2 separate regions of the Capsicum annuum genome follow, and region 1 is linked to region 2. A link is a contact called in public Hi-C data. All regions are on one chromosome and are shown on one strand. The core of a region is the stretch at or near the end of the contact, and the rest is flanking DNA. Distances in the headings are between cores, read along the strand shown.

Region 1 (4,991 bases), core at 416-2,915, 410 kb after region 2:
CGCATTCGTTCCTACTATCCTTCTATCCTAATTCGTCTCCTCTACACCTTCCTATCTATGGTCATATCCTCAGTAAGCTAAAGTTGCTCTATGTCCTATCTAATCACCTTCCTCTAGTATTTCTTCGGTCAACCTCTACCTTGCATGAATCTATCCCTAGCCAACCTCTCACACCTCCATACAGAAGCATCCGTGCCCCTCCTCATCACATGTCTAAACCATCTCAACCTCGCTACCCTTATCTTAGCTTCCACCGAAGCCGCTCTCACTTATTCCCTAGTATACCCATTTCTAATAACCTCATTTCCATCATATCTTTCTTAGCACATGCACACATCCACCGTAGCAGTCTCATCTTCGCGACCTTCATATTTTGAATGTGAGACTTCTTGATAGGCCAACACTCTGCCCATACAACAAAGTCGGTCTAACCACCACTCTGTAGAACTTGCCTTTAAGTTTAGCAGATACCTTCTTATCACACAAGATTTCAAAAGCAAGTATCCATTTCATCTGCCCTATCCCAATTTGATCAATCTCTCCATTTCCATTTCCCTGAATTATAGATCCCAGATTTTTAAAATTATCTCTCTTTTGGATGGAATGAGTATCAAGTTCTACAATCACATCAGACTCGTGCGACACCTCCTGAAGTTACGCTCCAAATATTTCGTCTTAGACCTTCTCAACCTAAACCATTTAGACTTTATATCTTAAGTAAAAATATTATACACAAAATTAATTTAATAAAATTTAAAATTAATTAAACAAATATATTACATTAGAAAATAATTATGAATATTAGATTCTTAACAAATAATCTTATATAATTTATAATATGTTAAATTAAAAATATTATATAATATAAATAATAATATAATAATAAAAAAGTAAAATAAAGGAAAAAAATTAGTGCTATCTCTAAATGTGGGAGAAACATTATTCATCCCTTCAAATATGGAGTATAAAGGGTCAAATGAAGGGCTGTTGGAAATGCCCTTATAGATGTGCAAAATAATGTCAAATGGAAGGAAAAAATGAAAATTGGGTGAGATGATTTTGCCATGTGCTACACCTAATCACATCAGAGGGAAAATCTAACCTAACATCATTCAGAATAAATGCAGAAACAGAAAAAAACATTTACAGATATGGTCGAGAACCTGGAAGAGCTTGTTTAGATCAGAAGGTTGAAGGCTGGAATCGTAGTCCGGTGAAGGTGTTTTGATTGAAAGGTGATCAACGGCGGCATCACTTTCTCCAACATCACTCAGCAGATCACCGATGCATAACAATGGCCCTCCCACTCCTCTCATTTCTCTTGTTCTCCCTTCCCCTTTGTATGAACCTGCCATCAAAATGGAGTAAAAAATGAGTTGAGACCTCAAGTCTTTAATTAAAAAAATGGAGATAAATAAATCCCACAATATTATTATTAAGTTGAAAAAATAAAATTTTTAAATAATTGAAACAATTATTTGATAACTATATTAGTTATCTCAATAATATTAAACTTATCAAATAACTTTACGAAATTATCGAATAACTTTGATAGTTCTTAAACAACTTTGCAAAGTTATCGAACAACTATCAAAATTACACGATAACTTTGTAAAGTTGTTCGACAACTGTGTAAAGTTATTGGAGTGAAAATATTTTAAAAAAAAAATTTAAAAAAAAATGTTCCGTTTACCTAATTTTTAAAACTTAAAGTAACTTAAATGGAAATTTTGTTTGTCTCTTTTAATTCAACGTCCCATCAAAATAGCCCTCTATTTATTTAAAATAGCACATTTATAGGTCCTATCAAAATAGCATATTTATAAAAAAAAAATTAAGAAAATAGCATACTTAAGACTATAATTACAATAAATATAACACTTTTATAAAATTATAGTTCATAACAAAGTGATATTATTTTGCCCATTAACTATTTTACCTTTTCCTATTTTCACTTCACTATTTCACTTCCCCCAATATAGTCATATCTTCGAACTTTTTTCAATCTTATTTTTTATTATTTTATTTTTTATTTTAATTTCATTTTTTTATTTTTTCCTTTCCACTTTATTTTCTTTCTTCTATTTCTCTTCTTTTTTTTTTTTTTTTATTTTTTTCTTCATTTTTTTTAATTTTCTTTTTGAAGATGATTATCTTCATGATCTTCAAATTTCTAAATAAAATATCATTACTGTTTTTTTATTCTTTCACTCTATCTCTAACTTTTTTTTCTTGTTAATTTTTTTATCTTATTTTTATCAGTTTATTGTTTTCTTTTTTTTTCTTTCTGCTTTATGTTCTCTCTGTTATTTCTCTTTTTTTTCCTTTTCATTTTTTTTTCCATTCTCATATCTTTTTTTCTTTTCCTATTTTCGTTTTTTTCTATTTTTTTATTTTTTATTTTTATTTTTACACTTCCATTTCTAGCTTCTATTGCTCTTTCTTGTTTTTTTTTTTCTTTTTTTTTTCTATTTTTGTTTTTTTTTTTAATTATTTTACTCTTCTATCTCTAACTTTTATTTTTAAAAGATAAATATGTATATCACATACACATATTCAAAAAAATATATAAAATACATAACCATACAAATCTGGATATATATTTATAGTACAAAACATAAATATGTATCTGCATATGTATTTACAGAAATACATATCTCGCTCATATGCATATATAAACATATAGGACACAAAATCTCTATAACAAAAAAGACAACTATATACATATACATATAAATAATAAAAAAATATATGATACATATCTTAAACAGTAAAAAATACAAATAAATGCATATGGTACCATCTAGAATGACATATAACAGTTCAAAGATAAATCCAACGTCGTACAAAAATACATATAGATATGCATTTATATACACAAAATATAAATACATGCATATGCCCCCAAAAAATTTATAATACATTTGCGACATAATACATCTGCGTAATTGTGCTTGCACTACGCATATCTTCTTATTCAAGTAGATACCACAAATATTCTTATGACAAAAAATCATGTACTGCTTCTTTGATAACATCGCCTTAATACGTTCTTCAATATCATTGACTGTGTGGCATCATATATGTGGTGCAAACCTTGAAAGTACTCTTGCCATGAATATATGATCACACAACACCTACAGAACAAAATAATGACATAAATCTATATTACATGTACTTTTCACAAAAATATAATACAAAATACATATTATGCATATGTTTTCTTTTACATAATATATATTAAATTACAAAAAAAAATCATATAACTCTGCATATGTATTTACAGAATACATGTCTGATCCATATATATATTACTATACAAAAAATACAAATATGACTCTGATATGTATTTATGAAATACATATCATATTCATATTGAACAGTAACAAACATAACTATACTATATATCTTCACATGTATTTGAGAAATAAAAAAGTGACTCATATAAAATAAGAATATACATATGGATTAGGTATGTATTCTGTAAATACATATGCAGCGCTATATGTATTTTGTATGGTGTTGGATTTGTCTTTGAACTGTTCTATGTCATTTTAGAGGATAAAACATGTACTTATTTGTATTTTTTATTGTTTAAGATATGTATCATGTATCTTTTGATTACCTATATGTCTATATATTTAGTTGTCCTTTTTGTATATACAAATGCATATTCATATGTATTTTTGTACGGTGTTGAATTAGTCTTTGAATTGTTCTATGTCATTTTAGAGGATAACATATATACTTTATTTGTATTTTTTACTGTTTAAAATATCTATCATCTATTTTTTATTACCTATATGTATATGTATATAGTTTTCCTTTTTGTTATAGAGATTTTGTGTCCTAAATGCTTATATTAACATATGAGTCAGATATGTATTTCTATAAATACATATGCATATATATATATATATATATATATATATATATATATATGTTTTGTACTGTAAATACATATGTAGATCTATATATCAATTTATTTTGTATATTTTTTGAATATGCATATATGATATAGATATTTGTCTTTTAAAAATAAAAGATAGATATAGAAGAGTAAAACAAATCTGAAAAAAAAAAAAGAAATGAAAAAGGGGAAAAAAGGAAAGACAAATAAAAGTTAGATAGAAGCATAAAAATAAAATTGAAAAAAATAAAAATAGAGAAAAAGAAGAAGAAAATAAAAATAGGAAAAGAAAAAATATACGAGAAAGGAAAAAAAATAAGAAAACGAAAAATAAAAAATAAAAAAAGGGAAAGAAAGTAGAAATAAAAGAGAGAAAATAAGGTGGAAAGAAAAAAGAAATCAAAATAAAAAAGTAAAACAACAACAACAACAACAAACCCAGTATATTCCCACAAAGTGGGGTCTGGGGAGGGTAGAGTGTACGCAGTCCATACCACTACCTCTTAAGAGGTAGAGAGGCCGTTTCCGATAGACCCCCGGCTCAAGATTAAAGACAGTATACAAAAGCATCAAAAGCAAGGAACATGATAAAATAACATAGGTACGACATCCACAGAAGATTGTACATTGCCAAACAAAGAACACCAAAGTCCACCTAATTACTGGTTACGACTCATCCACACCCTTAGCCCTCTATCCTAATGTTTTTCCTCCATATCTTCCTATCTAGGGTCATGTCCTTAGTCAACTGTAAATAGTCCATGTCACTCTTAATCACTTCTCTCCAGTATTTCTTCGGTCTAACCCTACCCCGCTTGAAACTTTCCAAGGCCAACCTCTTACACCTACGAACTAGGGCATCTGTACCCCTCCTCATCATATGACCAAACTATCTCAACCTTACTTCCCGTATTTTTTCCTCTACCTTCTCCTGAATAATATCATTCCTAATCCTGTTAGCCCTTGTGAAACCACACATCCAACGCAACATTCTCATTACCGTTACTTTCAACTTCTGGATATGAGAATTCTTTATCGGCCTATACTCCGCTCCATACAACATAAAAGGTCGGATTGCAAT
Region 2 (4,846 bases), core at 611-3,110:
ATTATAGATATAGATTATAGATATAGATATCGATATCGATATAGATATAGATATAGATATAGATATAGATATAGATATAGATATATTATTATCAGGGTCAGGGTAAATGTCATCCATGGTCACTTAACTTTGTATCTATTACGTAAAAGTCACTTTTCTTTCATTCATTTTATCCATGGTCATTTAACTTTTGTATCTATTATGCAAAAATCACTTTTCTTTCATTCATTTCATCCATGGTCATTTAACTTTACTCCGACCATCACAAAAGTCACTATGATCGGATTTTACAATAATTCTATCAGAAAAATAATGTGGCAACCTTAATTAGTTCTTAATTTTAATTTAAGTGAATATATAATATATTACCCATATCTTGATCTTTTTTATATGTGCACAACTCAAATTTTCTTATGGATTATTTAATGAAAGAATACCAATTTCTTAATAGATTAGATTACCTAATGAAAATTATTTTCATAAAAAAATTTGGATGATATTTTTATGAAACATTCATAATATTACATTCATCTGCCGCATCGAAAAAGAGTGATACAAAAGATAAATTCTTCAAAACACATAAAATAGAAATACATGTGTGATATTATTTAAAAAAAATAAATTATTTTAATTCTTTGAAGATAAATCAACATGCTAAAGATAGTTTTAAAATATATTTTTTTAATTGTGTCATTGAATAAGTATTGTCAAAATTTGTACAAATAATGCTATATTAACGTACAGTTTTGTTAATAAAAGTTATAAAATATAATTACTTTGATAGATAAAGAAGTTATAGGATATCTAATTTTTATATTTATCAATTAAATTAATTAAATGATATGTAATTCATCAGAAATTGAATATTATAATAAAAACTTTTAAGAGAATTAATCGATTAGTCAAACAATTAAAAATATAAAGACAAACTCAATAAATAGAGTAGTTTATCATATTGTTATGATATACCGAATGCAAAGACTCAAGTGGCACGAAAAAGAATGTATGAAAAAAATAATTTTATCAACTACATGTCACAATTTTAGAGGGAGAAAAATAATTTTATCAACTACATGCCATAATATTAGAGGGAAAAAATAATTTTCCAGCACATTTCTCAACTTTAGAGGATTTTAAGAATATATAAGTATAATTTTATTTCATAAAAATATCAACCAATTTTTTTTTTATGAAAATATTCTTCATTAGGTAATCTAATCTATTAAGAAATTGGTATTCTTTCATGAAATAATCCATAAGGAAAATTGTGTTATGCACATATAGAAAGGGTTAAGACATGAGTAATATATTATATATTCACTTAAATTTAAATTAACAACTAATTAAGGTTGCCACATCATTTTTCCGATGAAATTATTGTAAAATTCGGTCATAGTGACTTTTGTGATGGTCGGCGTAAAGTTAAATGACCATGGATGAAATGAATGAAAGAAAAGTGACTTTTGCGTAATAGACGCATAGTTAAGTGACCATGGATGAAATGAATAAAAGAAATGTGACTTTTGCGTAATAGATACAAAGTTAAGTGACCATGGATGAAATTTACTCATTATTATGATTATGATATGATTAATAGGGATTCGAGATTAGACATTAGAGATAAATCATTAATGGGCTATTTTGAGTAAGAACTATAACCGAATAATCACTTTGCTTTATCTTCCAACTAATAAATCCAACTCAAAATTCAGTTTGATTTAGCTTGATTTTTTGGTTTAATCCAAAAAAATGCACATCCCTAATAATTAGATTCTTTTCTCAGGTGGGCGTAATGTTATGAACCCGGCAATTGGACCTGTTAGTCAGAATTTGGATATTGGGCCTGGAGGTCAGCTGCGAAGGAGCCGAAGGGCAGGGAGGCCCAGTAGCCTTTTGGTTTATTTTGCACTGCTATTTGCAGGGATTGTTCTAGGGGAATATTGGTGGGTTATATTTGACAGATTTGAAATATGAGTATGGGAAGTGTATGATGTTATCTTCTATCCCGAAGTTTCAGTTGCAATCTTTCCTTCAGTTATTCAATCATATTTTCTCCGGTTTCCCTGCTGGAGTAGAAATGAATTGCAGATCACTCCATATTGCTATTTTCATTTGTTATACACACTTCATCTCAATTAATAAATATGTATGACTTATTTTAGATCGCAAATTTCAAAAGTATTCTTAAATTTAATACTAATTCAAACACGATGGAAGAAATAATAATAATAATAATAAATCAAAATACTCATTGTTACATAAAAAAAAGAAATAGGTAAGATCGAGATGATAATAAAAAATAAAGTTTATATTGAGTGTTTGTCCTGACTTTCTTATTATTATTAGATTTTTCTTTAGGTACCATAATTGAGTTTTTCTTAAAAGGCAAATATATTCTCCATATTTGACTAATCATTGTTTTTGTAGCAAAAAGTTATAGACTCTATAAATAAAAACTTCTTTTCTTCTAACTTGAGAGCATCTTCAATATGGTACTAGGAGTTTTGAGAGTTATTTAGCGGGGGAGGACGATTTGTGAGAAACAAGTGGTATCGTGTCACTTGTGTGAACCTTTTTTATTCTGAGTGAATTGTGTCAGATTATTTCTCTCGATATTTTGTACTTTCTTTTATATAATAGATTGTTCATCTCCTTTATGGATGTAGGTCGACTGACCGAACCATGTTAAATTATTATCTCTTTTGATGTATTTCTGTCATGCCTTCTTATTTTAATGTCTTTTGGGGTTTGCTTTGCTTGCTTTGCCTTCAGTGTTACTTGGCTAAAGTTTATAACCAAAACTATGAGCCTATATTTTTTACATCTTACCCCATTTAATCGATTTTATATTTAATTTGAAATACTTAAGCAAAAGATAATAATTGCTTAATTTGTGATTATATATAATTTTCAGTTTTTAAGCTCGTGATATCATGTTTATTATCATCACAAATTGAAACATTATTGGGTGAATTAACGTAAAAGGTTTAAAACTTCATTATTGGAGTTTTTAAAAGCTTGAAACTCAAATATATTTGTGAGTTGTTAAATTTTTGGTGACTAAGGTTGGTTGAGGATGTCATTTGATGTTGTCATTAAAGATTGAAGCTATTCAATGAAGATTTAAGCTATTTGGTGATACTTTTATGCATTTTGGATAGAGTTTCATGGGTTGACTTTCAAAGAAGACAAAATTCAATTTTTGTATATGTTTTATAAAATTATTTAACAATACATATAAAATTGTGTATAAATACATCATATACACTACTTTATACTTTTATACATAGTTGATTTCTCGTTTACAGTAAATGTGTATTGTTGTGTCTTTTCAGTAAAGCGAGTCTTTCAAGTAAGCTCGCCTAACATGAAAGTCAAGCCTTTCACTTCATTGTTCAAGTCCTGCCTTCAGAGAAAAGGGTACAGGTCGGTTTGTTGTTATACTGTGTAAAAATGTGTAAAAATATTGTTGCACAAAAATAAAATAAAATTGGCTATGTGCGTGAAAATTGAAAATATATAAAAGTGCAATGTGTTGTGTTGAGTTGTATATTTTTGAAAATCATAAATAATCCTTTACTAATTAAAGTAAAACTTTTATAAATACAATTATGCATGTAACACAGAATTAAGGATAAAAGTATAATTAATACTTTGAAGTTTTTTAGGAACATATTTTACACTGAGAAATGAGGCTTTGGAATTCACCATAGAACTGAAGCAAAATGCTAAGCAAAACAATGGCCTAGATATTTCCTATTTATTTATACCATAGGGATCATATGGTAATAAGGATAATAAGTCAGGTAAAATTTGAAAGTATCTCTATTTCATATTTTACTTGGGATACTAGCTAATTCTAAAATAATTTTTATATTAGGTTAAACACACCTACAAGTTCTTTAACTTGACACAATATTTTATTTTGATATTTAAAGTGGACGCTGTTTATTTTAAATACCTCAACTAATGCTCTAATGTGTCATTTTGACACTTTTTGCCGACTCATCGTAGCACATTTGCTACAATACATTTTGAGCGTGTTTGAGGGATATTTTTATAATTTTTTCCTCTCTCTTTCTCCTTCTTCCTTACTCTTTCTTCCTAAATTTTCCACCATTTTTTCCATCTTTTTTTTTTCTTCAATTACAATAATTACTCTTCTTAATACTGTAATTATCACCATTGCAGAAATTGATAGTTAATTCAACATGTAAAATTCCTCAGCTTCCATTTTTATTCTTCATTTTCTTCATTATTATACTTCTCTGTATCTTATTCACCAAAAAACTTCAATAAAAAGCTCTAAACCTTTCTTCCTTATTCCTTCTTTCCATCATCCCTAAAATTTTTGATAAATTTTAATAATTTTTTATTAAATTATACTATTAGTTTTATTTCTTATCAATGAAGTGTCTCGGTATATCACTTTTTCAACTGAATTCTACACAATTCAACTAAATAATTTATTTTTCTAATTGGGTTTTGCTCAATTTCAACTGGGTAACTCTCAATATGATTGAAATTTTCCTTTTTCTCACATATACATACACTGAGAGAAAGAGAGAACAGAAAAAATGAATACTCATACACAGTTTAGATATACACACACAGAACGGAGAAAGAGAGGAAAAAAATTGATGTCGTTCTCAACCTCACCGAAAATAGTTTTCTTAACGACGATGATCATCATAACGAGGTCGCTTCTATCGTCACCGCCTGTCGAAAAAGTCAGTAGTAACAGTAGCCTAAAAAAATGAACAAAATGACCCGATCTGAATTTTGCTCCTATTTGATTAAAGAATTCATTTTTCTACAAATAGATCTCATAAAGCGGACAAAAGAA

What was found. Hi-C and Micro-C count contacts between places; a contact is called where the count stands out from the background.
Region 1: a Hi-C map of placenta shows a contact between it and region 2, with 4 times the contacts expected there. The contact joins the promoter of LOC124898156 here to the enhancer-like site in region 2. A contact is called at or near these places in 3 of 5 Hi-C or Micro-C datasets (bud, leaf and placenta).

Annotation. Positions count from the first base shown.
Region 1 is chr4:63,295,876-63,300,866 of UCD10Xv1.1, forward strand. It overlaps LOC124898156, which reads right to left and starts at 1,666. Exons shown (of 3, transcript XM_047411831.1): 1 at 1,164-1,666. The coding sequence starts at 1,355.
Region 2 is chr4:62,883,976-62,888,821 of UCD10Xv1.1, forward strand. No RefSeq gene overlaps it. Among protein-coding and RNA genes, the nearest start is that of LOC124897869, 14 kb to the left of the region's middle. Within about 2 kb of position 1,861, at least 5 of the 5 cell types and tissues checked have an H3K27ac peak or open chromatin away from gene starts, as enhancers often do. A contact at or near this core is called in bud and leaf, where this site is marked.